Regions from separate parts of the Sus scrofa genome. Here region 2 is linked to region 1. A link is a contact called in public Hi-C data. All regions are on one chromosome and are shown on one strand. The core of a region is the stretch at or near the end of the contact, and the rest is flanking DNA. Distances in the headings are between cores, read along the strand shown.

Region 1 (3,395 bases), core at 427-2,926:
AGGATCGCAGAAAAATTGGTGGCAGTGTGAGGCACTCAGCCCCCCACATGCACACCTGGGTTCCCAAGCCTCTCCCTTGGGGGTGGGCCACTAGGACTCCCCTCATCCCCGGGTTTTTATGACCCATCTGCCAATAAACCAGTCTCCCCCTCTTCTCTTCAGAGCCATAAAACCAAACAGTTGGGGTGGGGGGGTTTGGCTTTGCCAAACCACTGGGGAATAAGAGAGGGCCTGGTTCCCTGGTTGTTGGAGGTGGTGGGGGGAAGACTTCAGTGGGGGAGGGGAAAAGGGAGTCATCTGATCTTAGGGAGAGCTAGGAGTTGGGGGGGGGCAGTGTTGGCCTGGATTTTCCAGGCCATAAAATTTCAAAGCAGCTCAAGTCTATTAACATGTTCATCTTCCGTTTGGCCAGGGGCTAGGACTCCTGGGTTCCCCCCTCCCTCCCATCTATTTCTTTCTTTTTCTTGCTAGGTCTTTCTCCCTCTCCTCAAGTCTCATTGAGGGTTGGGGCAAGTGAATATGGAATACAACCAACATAGAGGTCTGAGCTGCCCAACGGGTGCCCTTAGCCCCAGTGCAATGAAGTTGAGTTCTCTGAGCTCGGTCAGTACCGAGAAGGCACAGCTTTCACCCGCCCCTTGAGAGACCGAAGGGTCCCAGGTGGAATGGGTGCCAGGGCTGCCGGGAGAGATACAGGGCTCTGGTATCTCTTTCCTAGGATTAGGAGAGGAGCTCTCGGTTCTTCGCAGCCCGGGGGGCGCGTTGCAAAGCCCAAGGTGGTAGAGGTGGAGAGTTGGTGCCACTGGGAGGCGGAGAGCACCGCAGCCTGGCTGGGACTGCCTGGGTCCCGAAGCCTCCGATTCTATTTTTCAGCCTCTCTACCACGGCCTTTCGGCATCGAGTTTCTGCCCCTTCCCCTACAGGCGGACCCCGGCTTTCCCAGTATCCCCCCAAGCCGGGATCTTTTTCGCACATCCCGGCTCGGAGGTGCTATCTCGCAACGCTTTCCTTTTGCCCCCTCACCTCCGGGGACCAAAAGTGCACAGAACTCCGCAGCCCATCTCTACAGCTCGAAAAACTTGTGGAACAGCCCCCCGGCCCCCAATCCGTCAAGTTTTCTCAGAAAAGGCTTTCCGGCCGGAGTAACCCGGAACGCCCCGCTTCGAGCGGCAGGCGCTCACTTTCCCGGAGCGGGAGCGGGAGCCAGCACCCCACCGCTCTTGCCCCGCGGTCCACTTACTCTCCTGGGCCATGCTAATGACAGTCTCGGTGGTGGCGTGGTACTCGTCCTCCTCCAGGAAGTCCTCGGGCTGCAGCGCGTCGCCCTGGAAGTCGTGCAGGTCCAGGATCTGCTGCAGCGGAGGCGCCTTGGGAAGCAGCTGCTTCACCACCTCGCGGCTGATGTTGGGCGCCTCCTTGAGCCGCAGTTTGCTCAAGATCTGCGACTTGATGCTCTCCAGGCGCAGCTCACGGCTATGCTGCCGCCACAAGCACACGGGGCAGCCGTCGGGCTCGGGCGCCACGGACGCGGCCGGCCGGCTCGAGCGCTCCCCCCCGGCCCCCGCCGCCGCCGCCGCCGCCGCCGCCGCCGCGGGGCCCTCGGCCGCCTCCCCCCGGGGCCGCAGCTCCAGGGCGAGGAGCAGGAAGCCCAGCAGCAGCGGGGCCGCGAGCACCATGCTGGAGGGGAGGGGAGGGAGGACTGGGGGGCGGGGACGCCGGAGTCCCGAGGGGAGGGGGCGGAGGGAGGAGGGAGGGAGGAGGAGGGGGTCCGGGCGGCGCGGGATTGGGGGCTGCCCGGCCGAGGGGGGCCGGGGGGCCGGGGGCGGCGGGCGCGCGGGCGGGGCGGGCGGGCGGCCGGGGCGGGCGGCTGGGGGGGCCCGAGCCCGGGCCAGGCCCTTTATAGCCCCGGCCCCCGTGTCGTCAGCGGCCGCGATTGGCTGCGGAGCCAACAAAAGAGGCAGCGCTGTCATCCGAGGCGAGAGAGGGAGCCGGAGAGAGCCGAGGAAAAGAGAGAGAGGGAGGGAGCAAGGGCCCAGAGAGATGGAGAGACAGAGATATAGGGGTGGGGAAGAGGAAGGGAGAGATGGAGAAAGTCAGAATCGGAGACAGAGATAAAGGGGGAAGACACAGAGGAGAGGCGCAGAAATAGAAAGAGGGGGAGGAAGAGGAGAGAGAGAGAAACAAAGGGGAGGATAAGAGTTGGGGGGGAGACACAGACAGAAGAGACTTAAGCAGAGAGACAGAGATAGAGGAGGAAAGTGATGGCATCACTAGTGAAGGAGAGAGGGGAGTCGGAGAGCAGAGGGAGGAGAGAGTGATAGCTAGACAGCTGGAGAGCTAGAGGTCTGCAGATCCAGACCACAGGAGGTCAGGGGTACATGGAGTTGGGAAGAGGGGCTGAAGAACTGAGCCCAGAACCCGGGGGATGAGAGAGGAGAGAAATGTTCCAACAGAGCCTGGGAGGTACCAAGGGAGCCCCAGGGGCAGACCCAGGATCAGGTTCAGGCCGACATAGGCAGATGGAGACTCCTGAAGGAAGGAGAGGCAGCTCAGTGATGAGAGTCAGCCTTGGTGGGAACAGTGAGAACCCAAGAGGGGGAGGAGGTGGAGAATTTGAGCCCAAAGGAGCCCCAGCTACCAGAAGCAGCCCAAGGAAGATGAAGGGGTCTGGAAGATGGAGGGGCAGCATCAGGCTCAGCAGGGGCATCGGGAAGCATGAGATGGATGGATTGGACACGTGGGCTAGCAAGAGAGACAAGGAGAAGAGGCCAGGGGTCAGTCTGAGAAGGTGGAGAGGTGGTGGGGAGCCCAAGAGCAAGACTCAGCACTGGGAAGAGTGTGAACTTGAAATTGAGGCTTGAAAGGGAATAAGGGAGTCAGAAGGCTGGAAAAGGCACGAATCTGGGAGCACTGGGGAAACAGCCGGAGGAAGTAGGGCTGCTGGAGACCATTGTGCTTGCAGAGGAATCTGGACCTCTGGATTCATAGCTGTACTTTGGATTCGCAGGGTCTTAGAAGACTGAGAAGGGGCTTGTAGTTGTAGGGGTGAGGATGAGACAGAGGGCTGCCTTCAGACGCTTTAGTTGGAAATAGCAAATTGCAAGGGGAGAAACCCAGATGTGCGCTAGCTCTAGCCTTCAGATGTAACACTGGGTACAGCCGAGCAGAAGGGGGCCACAGCACTAAAACGCTCCTGAAGTGCTTAACTTCTGGTTTTGGATACCTCTTCCCAGATTTCAGTTTCTCTGGGCTGATTTCCTCCTTTCTTTCTTTCTTTCTTTCTTTCTTTCTTTCTTTCTTTCTTTCTTTCTTTCTTTCTTTCTTTCTTTCTTTCTTTCTTTCTTTCTTTCTTTCTTTCTTTCTTTCTTTCTTTCTTTCTTTCTTTCTCTTTTTTG
Region 2 (3,395 bases), core at 609-3,108, 100 kb before region 1:
CAAGAAATAGCAAAAAGACAAAAAAAAAAAAAAAAAAAAAAACCAACAACAACTAAAAATAGAACTACCATATGATCCAGCAATTCCACTCCTGGGTATATATCTGAAAAGATATGTGCACCCCAATATTCATAGCAGCACTGTTTACAATAGCTAAGATATGGAGCAACCTAAGTGTCATAAAAAGAAAGATAAATAACTTTCTCTTTGCCATCAATACAGGACCTTAATATAAATTCGTGTATGTGGAATATACCCAGGAGTGTGCTCACATGCACATACACTTTTTTTTTTTGCTCCTTTTAGGGCCAAACCCCAGGGCATATGGAAGTTCCCAGGCTAGGGGTTGAATTGGAGCTGCAGCTGCTGGCCTATATCACAGCAACTCGGATCCTAGCCGTGTCTGCAACTTACACCACAACTAATGGCAATGGGAGATCCTGAACCCATTGAGTGAGGCCAGGGATCAAACCCGTATCCTCAGGAATACCAGGTGGGTTTGTTACTGCTGAGCCACGATGGGAACTCCCATGACCTTAATCTAAACTGAGTTTGGGAGTTCCTGTTGTGGCGCAGCAGAAACAAATCTGATTAGGAACCATGAGGTTTCAGGTTCAATCCCTGGCCTCACTCAGTGGGTTAAGGTTCCGGTGTTGCCGTGAACTGTGGTGTGGGTTGCAGACGAGGCTGGGATCTGATGTTGCATTGGCTGTGGCGTAGGCTGGCAGCTGTAACTCCAATTTGACCCCTAGGATGGGAACCTCCATGTGCCACAGGTGCAGACCTAGGAAAAATAAAAAAATAAAAAAAAATTAAAAAAAATAAAAAAACCGAGTTTGGTTTCACATGCTTGTCAGCTTCCCAACCTTGTTACCCTTGCCCTTTTCTCTTTCTTCTCTCTTACTCTCTTTTTGCCACTGGCCACCACCATTGGCTTCATAGCAGAGGGATGACCTTGCCAATAAGTTCTTTCTAACCTTGGAGTTCCCATCGTGGCGAAGTGGTTAACAATCCGACTAGGAACCATGAGGTTGCGGGTTCGATCCCTGGCCTTGCTCAGTGGGTTAAGGATACAGTGTTGCCGTGAGCTGTGGTGTAGGTTGCAGACTCGGCTTGGATCCCTTGTTGCTGTGGCTCTGGCATAGGCTGGCGGCTACAGCTCCAATTAGACCCCTAGCCTGGGAACCTCCATATGCCGTGTGAGTGGCCCTAAAAAAAAAAAAAAGGCAAAAAGACAAAAAAAAAAAATTCTTTCTGATCTTATTGATCACTATGGCTACTCTGGTTAGTGGCCAGCCTTGCTTTGTGGATATTTTTCTACCTGTTCCAGCTTTTGGTTTTGAAAGAGCTCTTTAATCTTTTCTCCCAGTGTGCTTTCACCACATCAATATCTGGCTTCTTTTTTGTTTGTTTTGGCCGCACCTGCTGCATATGGAAGTTCCCAAGCTAGGGGTCGAACATGTGCCACAGCCGTGACAGCGCTGGATCCTTAACCTGCTGAGCCACCAGGGAACTCCTGGCTTCCTTTTTGAAAATAGGCAGATAATTATGTACCATCTCAGTTTTTTTACAATATGGAATCGTCACTCCTGTAATTACACACACACACACACTAAGGGGTCTTACAAAAATGGGCAACAGGCAAGCACACAAACTTAAGAATGGCTTCTGGATAAAAATTCTGAGAATACTGTCTTCCTTAGGATCGGTGGTCTTTCTCTCTCTTTTTTATTTTTATTTTTTTGCAAGAAATATATTTATTAGGATAGAACGCTTGTGAGAGATGCAAGCGGGCAGGCAAGGAGACTCTGTCTCCATGGTCATTCTCAGCTCTTGTTTCCTATTTCCCTTTTCAGAAATTTCTTTCACAGCTAAGAGGCAGTGCTCATTATGCCAAAACTGCCTGCAGCTCCAACTCAAACTGGAATCGTGCCCCTCTGTCACTTTAAAATCCTTTAGCTCTTTTTCCCTCACTCTGTGCAGGATATGCTTGTCCAGTGTCGATGCTTCCTCCATTATGTAATTAATGAAGTCCCTAAAAAACAAAAACAGAACTACACTGGGGAACACCCACTATCCTTCTTAAGCCAGTGAGAGGCAAAGGAGGGGATGCAGAGAACCCTCTCCCTAGATGCTTCCCCCATCAAGGGCAGCCTTCTCACCCCAACAGCCTTCTCCACAGTAGCTGGCTTGACAGAAAACAGTGAAATTTGGGTCTTTCCCAAGGTTCCCCTCCCCCATCTGGTTTCTACCCTCTTCAAAAGGGGAAGTCAGTGCCAAACTCTGTCCCTTGCCAAGCCCCTAACAAACACTTTTGCCAACACTAAAGTGAGCCAAACATAGATTTTCCAGGCTATGCTAGTCCCCAAACATTAGGGTAGATCTGTTTCCTGGGGTCATAGAATTTAGACAGGAGGCCAAAGTTCTCCCTCACATCCCAATTTGCTTGAGAAAAGCAATAAAGCTCAGTTTGGGTTTTTGGTTGTTTTTTTTTTCCCCCACCAGGCCTGTGGCTCGTGGAAGTTTCCAGTCCAGGGATGGAAACGGCACCCCAGCAGGGACCTGAGCCCCTTCAGTAACAACACCAGATGCTTAACCTGCTGCATCACAAGGGAACTCTGATCAGTTTGGTTTTTATTAAGTAAAAGGATTTGGGGATGGAAATGTGGGGGTTTTTTGTTTTGTTTTGTGTTTTTCTTTGTTTGGCCACACCTGCAGCATGTGGAAGTTCCTGGGCCAGGGACTGAACTCACGCCACAGCAGCAACACGAGCCGCTGCAGTGACAATGCCAGATCCTTTACCCACTGAGCAACCAGGGAACTCTGGAAATGTAAAACTGGATTGTGATGATGGTTGCGCAACTATAAATATAAGAAGATTCACTGAGTTTTTTTAAAAAAAGGAAAGAAAGAAAAAAAAGGGGGGAAATGTTGTCGTTCCCAGAAAGGCGCAAAAATCCTTTTGTTACCATCATTTCCCTATCATCCCAGATGCTAAAAGAACAGTTAAACTCCTTATTCCTCTACTCCTCTCCTTCATCCAGAGGCTAGATGTTATCTCTCTCTCTCTTTTTTTTTTTTCTTTTTTTAATCTTTTCTAGGGCCACATCACGGCATATGGAGGTTCCCAGGCTAGGGGTCTAATCGGAGCTGTAGGCACCGGCCTACACCAGAGCCAGAGCAACGCAGGATCCGAGCTGCGTCTGCGAACTACACCACAGCTCATGGCAATGCTGGATCCTTAACCCACTGAGCGAGGCCAGGGATCGAACCCTCAACCTCATGGTTCCTAATCAGATTCGTTAACCACTGCGCTACCGAGGGAACTCCAAGACATTATCTCTTCATGCATCCCTCAGCACTGTGCCAGGTAATGGCGCCATCAGCAGAAGCCT

What was found. A called contact is a pair of places that touch in the nucleus more often than the background predicts.
Region 2: a Hi-C map of subcutaneous adipose tissue shows a contact between it and region 1, with 1.6 times the contacts expected there. The contact joins the enhancer-like site here to the promoter of GDF11 in region 1. A contact is called at or near these places in 2 of 47 Hi-C or Micro-C datasets (embryonic fibroblasts and subcutaneous adipose tissue) and 2 of 2 datasets of contacts at active chromatin or transcription factors (alveolar macrophages and skeletal muscle).

Annotation. Positions count from the first base shown.
Region 1 is chr5:21,189,669-21,193,063 of Sscrofa11.1, reverse strand. It overlaps GDF11 (growth differentiation factor 11), which reads right to left and starts at 1,676. Exons shown (of 3, transcript NM_001244310.1): 1 at 1,241-1,676. The coding sequence starts at 1,676.
Region 2 is chr5:21,291,759-21,295,153 of Sscrofa11.1, reverse strand. No RefSeq gene overlaps it. Among named protein-coding and RNA genes, the nearest start is that of MMP19, 7.5 kb to the right of the region's middle. Within about 2 kb of position 1,858, at least 22 of the 83 cell types and tissues checked have an H3K27ac peak or open chromatin away from gene starts, as enhancers often do. A contact at or near this core is called in alveolar macrophages and subcutaneous adipose tissue, where this site is marked.